2 separate regions of the Gossypium arboreum genome follow, and region 1 is linked to region 2. A link is a contact called in public Hi-C data. All regions are on one chromosome and are shown on one strand. The core of a region is the stretch at or near the end of the contact, and the rest is flanking DNA. Distances in the headings are between cores, read along the strand shown. Region 1 holds the start of LOC108460800 (histone-lysine N-methyltransferase, H3 lysine-9 specific SUVH4). Region 2 holds the start of LOC108458408.

Region 1 (3,561 bases), core at 527-3,026, 170 kb before region 2:
CAGAGTTATCATTAATTCATAATCATCAGAACAGTTCAACATAGTTCACCCAAACAGCCAATAAATACCTATTGATATTTCAAGGGAAAAAAATATAAAAAGAATTAACAATATGTTATTCTTATAAGGAGCGATGACAACTTTTCATCTAATGAAACATAGCATATGATCCCATCTCACCAATATGATTTGAATCAACAAACTAGAGGAGAAAATATGAAAGTGGGTAGTTTATAAATTTACCCTTGAACAACTGAAAATGAAAGACATGAAGTCTTAAACAGAATAACCAAACAGACAAAAAGCACAAGTCTGAGACACTGAAAAGAACAGGCAGCACATTTTCATTCACTTGCCTTTGATATTGCCTTTAAGTCAGGTCGCTTAGCTTTGGCCTTAACATCAGCCTCAGAAACATTTCCTCTCTGCAAATAGTTTGTACATTAACAATGAAATTAAGAAGCACATTGCATGACTGAAAGAGAAAAAAAGAATCCATGTTTCACCATTGTCACAGGTAGAAGAGGCAACAACGTCAGAAAAGTTATCACAAAGATACACAAACGTAAAGCTTGATTATCATGAGCCGTATAACTGAAAGAAAAGACAAGAATAACTTACATTGGCCTTCTTCTTGGCCTTGAGGGCTTTCTTGTCAACTTTAGCTGCGCCGCACCTCTTTTCCTCTTCCTATGAAGAACTAGAAAAGATTGTATAAGAATAAAATCTGCTTAACCGATCTCAAATGATGAACAGGATGCAATGCAAAACATTATATAACGAAACCAGAGTAGTGAAGTTTCAACTGACATGAAGACCGAAAATCAGTAGAAATAGAGACAGACCTGAACAAAGTGAAGATAGTGCTTGTTGAACAGCCTTATAGTCTCCTTGACCTTCATATGTGCACTTTTCTCGGCAACATTGGGAGCATTGGTACCGTCAAGCCCCTCTGCAATTTTGGCCGCTCGTTCCACCATTTTCGCCACTTTCTTGTTGATTTTAGGGTCAGCAGGGAGTGATGAAATCTCAGGAAGCTGTTGGATCACGGTTTGAGCAGGTTGTAGCTTTAGCTTTAGCTTTTCAGCATCCACATTAACTTTTTTGGTGCTACGTCCAACATCTTCATTCAGAAGCTCCAGTTTCCGCTTTGCCAAAAGCTCCATCTCAGCTTTCTGTTTGGCGGCTTGTAATCTGGCACTGGCTCTCCGTTGTCCGGCGACGTTGTCCGTGACCGCTGAACCATTCTCTTTTACCTGAATCTGGACCCTTTTGGTTCCGTTTTTAGGCGTAGGGACAGAACTCTGGAGCGAATGCGGCGATTGAACCACCATATCGAAAATCTAAAACGGAAGAATGCGATGCTATGATGAAATGAAAGAAGGAATGTAGAAGAGAAGAGAGAGGGGAAAGTTAGGGTTAGAAGAGGAAAAGGCTAAGAAACAAAGATTTGACAGTAAGGAGCGAGGATGGATGGATGGATGGATGGATGAGGGAAAGCACAAACTCACAGCGCCACAGCCACAGCCACAGCAGAGCACAGCACAGCAGGGGAATCCTTAACTCATTGGATGACTAAATTCGAAATTAAAAATTTAAGAGACAGTGAGAGACAGAGGAGGGAAGATGCAGGTTTTTATTTTTTTAACTTTTACATACATTTTTGCTATGTAATAGGAAAACAGGAAAAAATAAAAGTTTGTGGGGATAGTGTATACTAACATACATGCATATTGTACATTTTCCTACAACTACGCTGGGTGTCTCTCAGGTATTCCGATTTGTAAGGTTTAATGGATTTAATTTTTTTCGAACTTTTTTCTATAAAAAAAAAAGACATATTTTTCTCAAATTTAATATTCTACATCTTTTCTATTATGGAAAGGAATAAAATTCAACAAGTATGGAAACATATGAAAAATAAATACATAATCTCAAATTTAATTTGCATCTTTTGTTGAAAAATATGGTTTAAAAACGGTTTTCTATAATAAAAATTAAAATTTTAAAAATCGAATTGGCTCGTAATATTTATAGTAATAATTTTTCTTTTAAAAAGTATTTGTCCTTTGTGCGAGATAAATCTTAGACGTTCTTAAGTTTCAACCGAATAATTTTCTCCATTATTCTTGCAATACGAATTACTTTTAATGTGAGCTCGAATAATCACAAATCAAAACAAAACTAAAATGAACTTATTACTTTCAGTAGGAAAGTAATTCTCTCTAAATAGAAACCGGTAAAATTGTAATTCCAGAAAATAAAATTTATTTTTTAGAAAATAAATTCACACTACTTTCTGGTAAATTACAATATATGAATATTATGTAAATAGTTCTACTGGTGTGATCTAATTATGGAGAGTGACAGAAGAATCTTAGTTGAATTGGTAAAACACAAATAATATTTATTTAATGAAAAATAATATTCTTACTATAATGGATGGGGTGGGTGGCACACCCTTCAAAACTACTAGGATTGTCACCTTTTTCATCTTGTATTAAAGGATTTGGACCTCTTATATTTGGTTTAATTATATGTGTTTTCCGAACTTTTAACCCTAACACTTTATAATTTAATCTCACTCAATATATTATTTTCTCAAAATAAATATTATTTATTTAATTAGATAAAATAATTTTTCAATTACATAATTTTTTCAACTCAATCCTAATGTCATTAAAATCATGACAACTTTACTGTAAAAGAATCTATAAGGAAATATATTTAATTTTCATATACAATGATTCACAATGACTATTTAATTTAATTTAGTTTTAGAATTTTAATTATTTAATTAACTAAATAATAATTCAAAACCTTAAATTAATTCTCAAGTTCTTTCTATACTCAAGTGAGAAAACAAATTCATTTATCTACTTTCATCATTTCCATCAATTTATATTCATTTGGTTCTACATGGAATTCATTTTTGGTTTCAATGAGCTAGTGTAATGGGGCTAGAACTTTAGTCTAACAAACTGTGTGGCCTTAGGCCATTCTTTTGCTTCAAATCTACTTAAGTCAACCTTACTTTCAAAAGTGAGAATTCACAAAGAAAATTCTCTAAGGTAAAGAAATAAAAGCAGCAGCAAAACTCTTAAACAAAGAAGCAAAAAGTGAACAAAGAAGTCATAAGAAAACTAAGTTGATAAACCGTAATTTATACATATTTTTACCCATGCTTAACACATTTTATGAATGATTTTTCCTTAGAATTGGTGAATTCGATGCTCCTAATGCTTTAATTTCATGTTTTAACTTAGGAGAGCATAGGAGAGTGAAAGGAACGAGAAACGGGCCAAAAACAGAGAAAAATGGGCCAAAGTACAAATTCAACACGGCCTGGACCTCCTCACACGGGCAGACCACACGACCGTGTCAATTTGGCAGATTCAAAACACGATTCACATGGGCGTGTCCCTGCCGAGCCCCAGTTGAGTCCAATTCGAAAAAGGCCATTTTTAAGGGTTCTTAGGCATTCCAAAAGCCTATAAATACACCCTAGAGGAGGAAGAAAATAGGAGGCACAGAGAAAAGGAGGCAGGGAACTGCTCAAGG
Region 2 (3,370 bases), core at 505-3,004:
ATCTCCCCCATACACAATGATTTCCTTTCCTCTCCTATGGTGGATTCGATTCGTACTGCTACTATGTTCTGTGTTCACAAATTTCTCCTTCATTTGTTGCCTTTTACAACCACTACCACCAACCCCTTGCTCTGGAGTGCCAATGTCCTTATTTCCTTGCAAATCTAGCATAAGAGAGTCTATATCCATGATGTGTCTGAGCTCACCTAACGAACTGGTTGATTTCGTTGAAGAAACAACAGTGTCTGCATCATCAACAACATTATCATCAACATCACTGTGCGTTGTGTGAGGGTTCGCCGACCCTTCCTGATCACTTCTAGATAAGGAGGACCAGTTTGAGAATGCAACTTACAGAAAGAATAAAAAATTAGGCTCATCTTTTTTCCCTAATAAAATTAAACCTAGGTCATCAGGGGCCTCGTGCGACCATACGAGTTCAATAGGTAGAACACTATCAGATTCAACACCTTTCGTAATTGCTTGGTAGCCATTAGGGCTTTGTTCATAGAGGCAATAACAGAAGATATTCCTAACAGTCAAAAGATTTTCCAATCTTAAGACACGGCCCCTATGCAGCCTTTTATATTGGTCAATGGCAAGCACAGAGTTGAGGGGTTGGTGTTGGAGGCAAATGACTTTGCTGGGCAATGCCCACTTAATTAGGAACTCGAAATCACCCCCAAATTTCTTCTTGACTCTAATGTATTTATAAGGATTGAGGCAAAGGTTGGACAACCAGTTACGAATGATTGGCTCATGCCCTTTTCAGGTACTAAAATACACCATTCCGACCAAGAGCCCCTGATTGCAAACCTTCAGTTGATAGATATGTTGAAAAACACTGAGTAGAGGTGGCTCCTCCTGTAAGCAATAGGTAATAAAATATGCAGTTAAAGTCTACCACGATAAGCTGAAAAGCTTTCCCAGAGCAATTCCATACTCTTTTAAAACAATACAGAAGAATGGGTGGAGGGGGAGATAAAACCCAACTTCAAGCAAATAAAGAGGCAGTAAGAAACCCTCATCGGTGTTTCTCAATCACTTTTCTCATATGACAATATCGAAATCAAAGACGAAGTTTGGTAAAATGATTCCCTGAACCACCAGATGTCAAACCATATCCTCCTCTTTAGTCATACACCGGTATGAGGTGGCTTCTACACCAGTGCTAGTATCACAAGGTCTTTGCAAGACGCCACCTCCAACATCTGGACCAGTCATATGCCTCTACTGGCCACAGCCAACACGACCACCATCCTTTCCCCCGGAACCCATTCTAACCCTAACCATGATTCACATTCGTGCTAAAAAAAAAAAAAAAAAAGAAGAGGAATAGATGATTTACCTCTTGACCAATGATGATTTTAAAAGCAAACCAATAGAAGATTCAACCAAATGCAAGCAAAGTAAGAAAATAGGGCTTCAAAAAACTTGAGGGACGATTAATCTTCTTTGTGATGGTTCCTCTTTTTTAAATCTCTAATAGGTAGAAATGTATCCTACAAGTTTCAAAATCAAACTGCCATTTAGATCCGCCATCAAGCATTCAACACGTGTGAACATCTCAAAATGGTCACTTTGTAACCCTTCTTCGACCAGCCTGGAGAAAAAAATTATTACAACTACATGTCTTGGGACCTGGTCCAGATGGTGACCTAACTAGAGAAATCTAAACATGACGACCTGACTTAGAAGCCGAACATCTCATCTCCTCATGCGACCACGACTCGCCTTGTAACGACTCGAATTTTATGGTTATAGAAAAAGTATATTTTTAAATTTTTATGTTTAAAAAATAGATTCGAAAATATTTATTAGAAATATTTATGAAGTTAATTGTGAGGCCAGTTGTGTGTTTAATTAGACTTTAATTAAGTGAATTTAGCTTAATTAAGAGAAATTAGGAAAAATAATTAAATTGAATAAAGGGTAAAAGTTTAATTATAGATTAAAGAAAAATTTAATGAGCTAAATAAGCAATTAGACTAATTGTTTAGAATGAGGCGCTAATAAGTATAAAAATCTTGAGGTTTTGTTATTACTCTATTATTATAATTATTATTAATTATTATCATGGTTTTCTATTTAAATATTATTATTAATGTTATTATATTATGAAATAAAATAAATTTAAGACAAGTGTATGGTAATAAGATGGTACAAGTGTAATAATGTATATACATACACTTGTATTATAATTATTTATTTACTTAAAATTTAAGTTAAAAGATATTTATTAATTAAATAATTATATTATAAGATTTTGTATGATAAAAATAAAAGAAAGACAAATGGACGGTTTTGATAATATACAAATTTAAAAATATTTATATGTACAATTGTGATATATGTATTTGTTATTAAATAGATATTTATTATAATTATTAGTTTTATATTAAATTATTAAATTATTATTATATTATATTATTATAGTGTATTATTATTAATATTATTAACTAATATATATATAAACTAAAGTAAAATAAAAATGAAACAAAACAAAACAAAGAAAGAAAGAAACAGAACAGGTTAAAACGAACAGGGGAGAAAAGAAGACAAGAAAAGAAAAGCGAGAAACAAGAATTTTAAAGCTTGGAACTTAAATAAGTAAGTCAATTTAAGTCATTTTCTTTTAATTTTGATGTTTTGAAGTTTTAAAACAAGGTTTTGATAAAATTAAGTTAATATTTTGGAAGTTCATAGGTTTTCAAATATAGTTTATGTTGAACAAAATGATGAACTAAGGGTTTAATTTATAGAAATTTTAGTTAGAATTGATTAAAAGATTAAATTGTAAAAGAAGCTATTAGTTTTACATAGTAGTGACTAAATTGCAAGAAGTTTTAGATTAGGGTTTTATGATGAAATTTAGATAGTTATGTCTTAAATTTGGTTGAAAATTGAGTAGAAACAAGGTATGAATTGAGATAGAAAAGTAAGTAAATTTAGTTAAGATTAAAATTGAAATTAAAGTAGAAATTGAATAGAAATTTAAATATTAAATGTAAATTAGTATTGTATTAATGATTATGAAAATTGTTTTAATTTTCGTAGTTAACGTTGTGCCGGAAAACCTTGGCTAAGGAAGGAAAAGGCAAAGTCAACAAGGGTTAGCTCGAAAATTACGGTTTGTATTTCTATACTCCGAACTTAATATTTAATAGTTGAAATTATTATTTATTATGTATGGTAAGTGCATTGAAATGATTATTTGAATTGGAGTGAACATTGGTTAAAATTGAAAAGTGAATTTAATTTTTAATTGTTGTATTTTGATTAAATGTTAAGGTAAGTAATTAAGGTGAGAATTATTTGTATTGAGTTTTACAATTGAAATGGATTGATTTGGTGTAACACCCCTTACCCA

What was found. A called contact is a pair of places that touch in the nucleus more often than the background predicts.
Region 1: a Hi-C map of leaf shows a contact between it and region 2, with 2.8 times the contacts expected there. The contact joins the promoter of LOC108460800 here to the promoter of LOC108458408 in region 2. A contact is called at or near these places in 2 of 5 Hi-C or Micro-C datasets (both in leaf).

Annotation. Positions count from the first base shown.
Region 1 is chr4:21,732,432-21,735,992 of ASM2569848v2, reverse strand. It overlaps LOC108460800 (histone-lysine N-methyltransferase, H3 lysine-9 specific SUVH4), which reads right to left and starts at 1,776. Exons shown (of 16, transcript XM_053027182.1): 1 at 1,512-1,776; 2 at 846-1,343; 3 at 622-690; 4 at 357-425. The coding sequence starts at 1,334.
Region 2 is chr4:21,562,520-21,565,889 of ASM2569848v2, reverse strand. It overlaps LOC108458408, which reads right to left and starts at 1,754. Exons shown (of 2, transcript XR_008281488.1): 1 at 1,349-1,754; 2 at 1-245.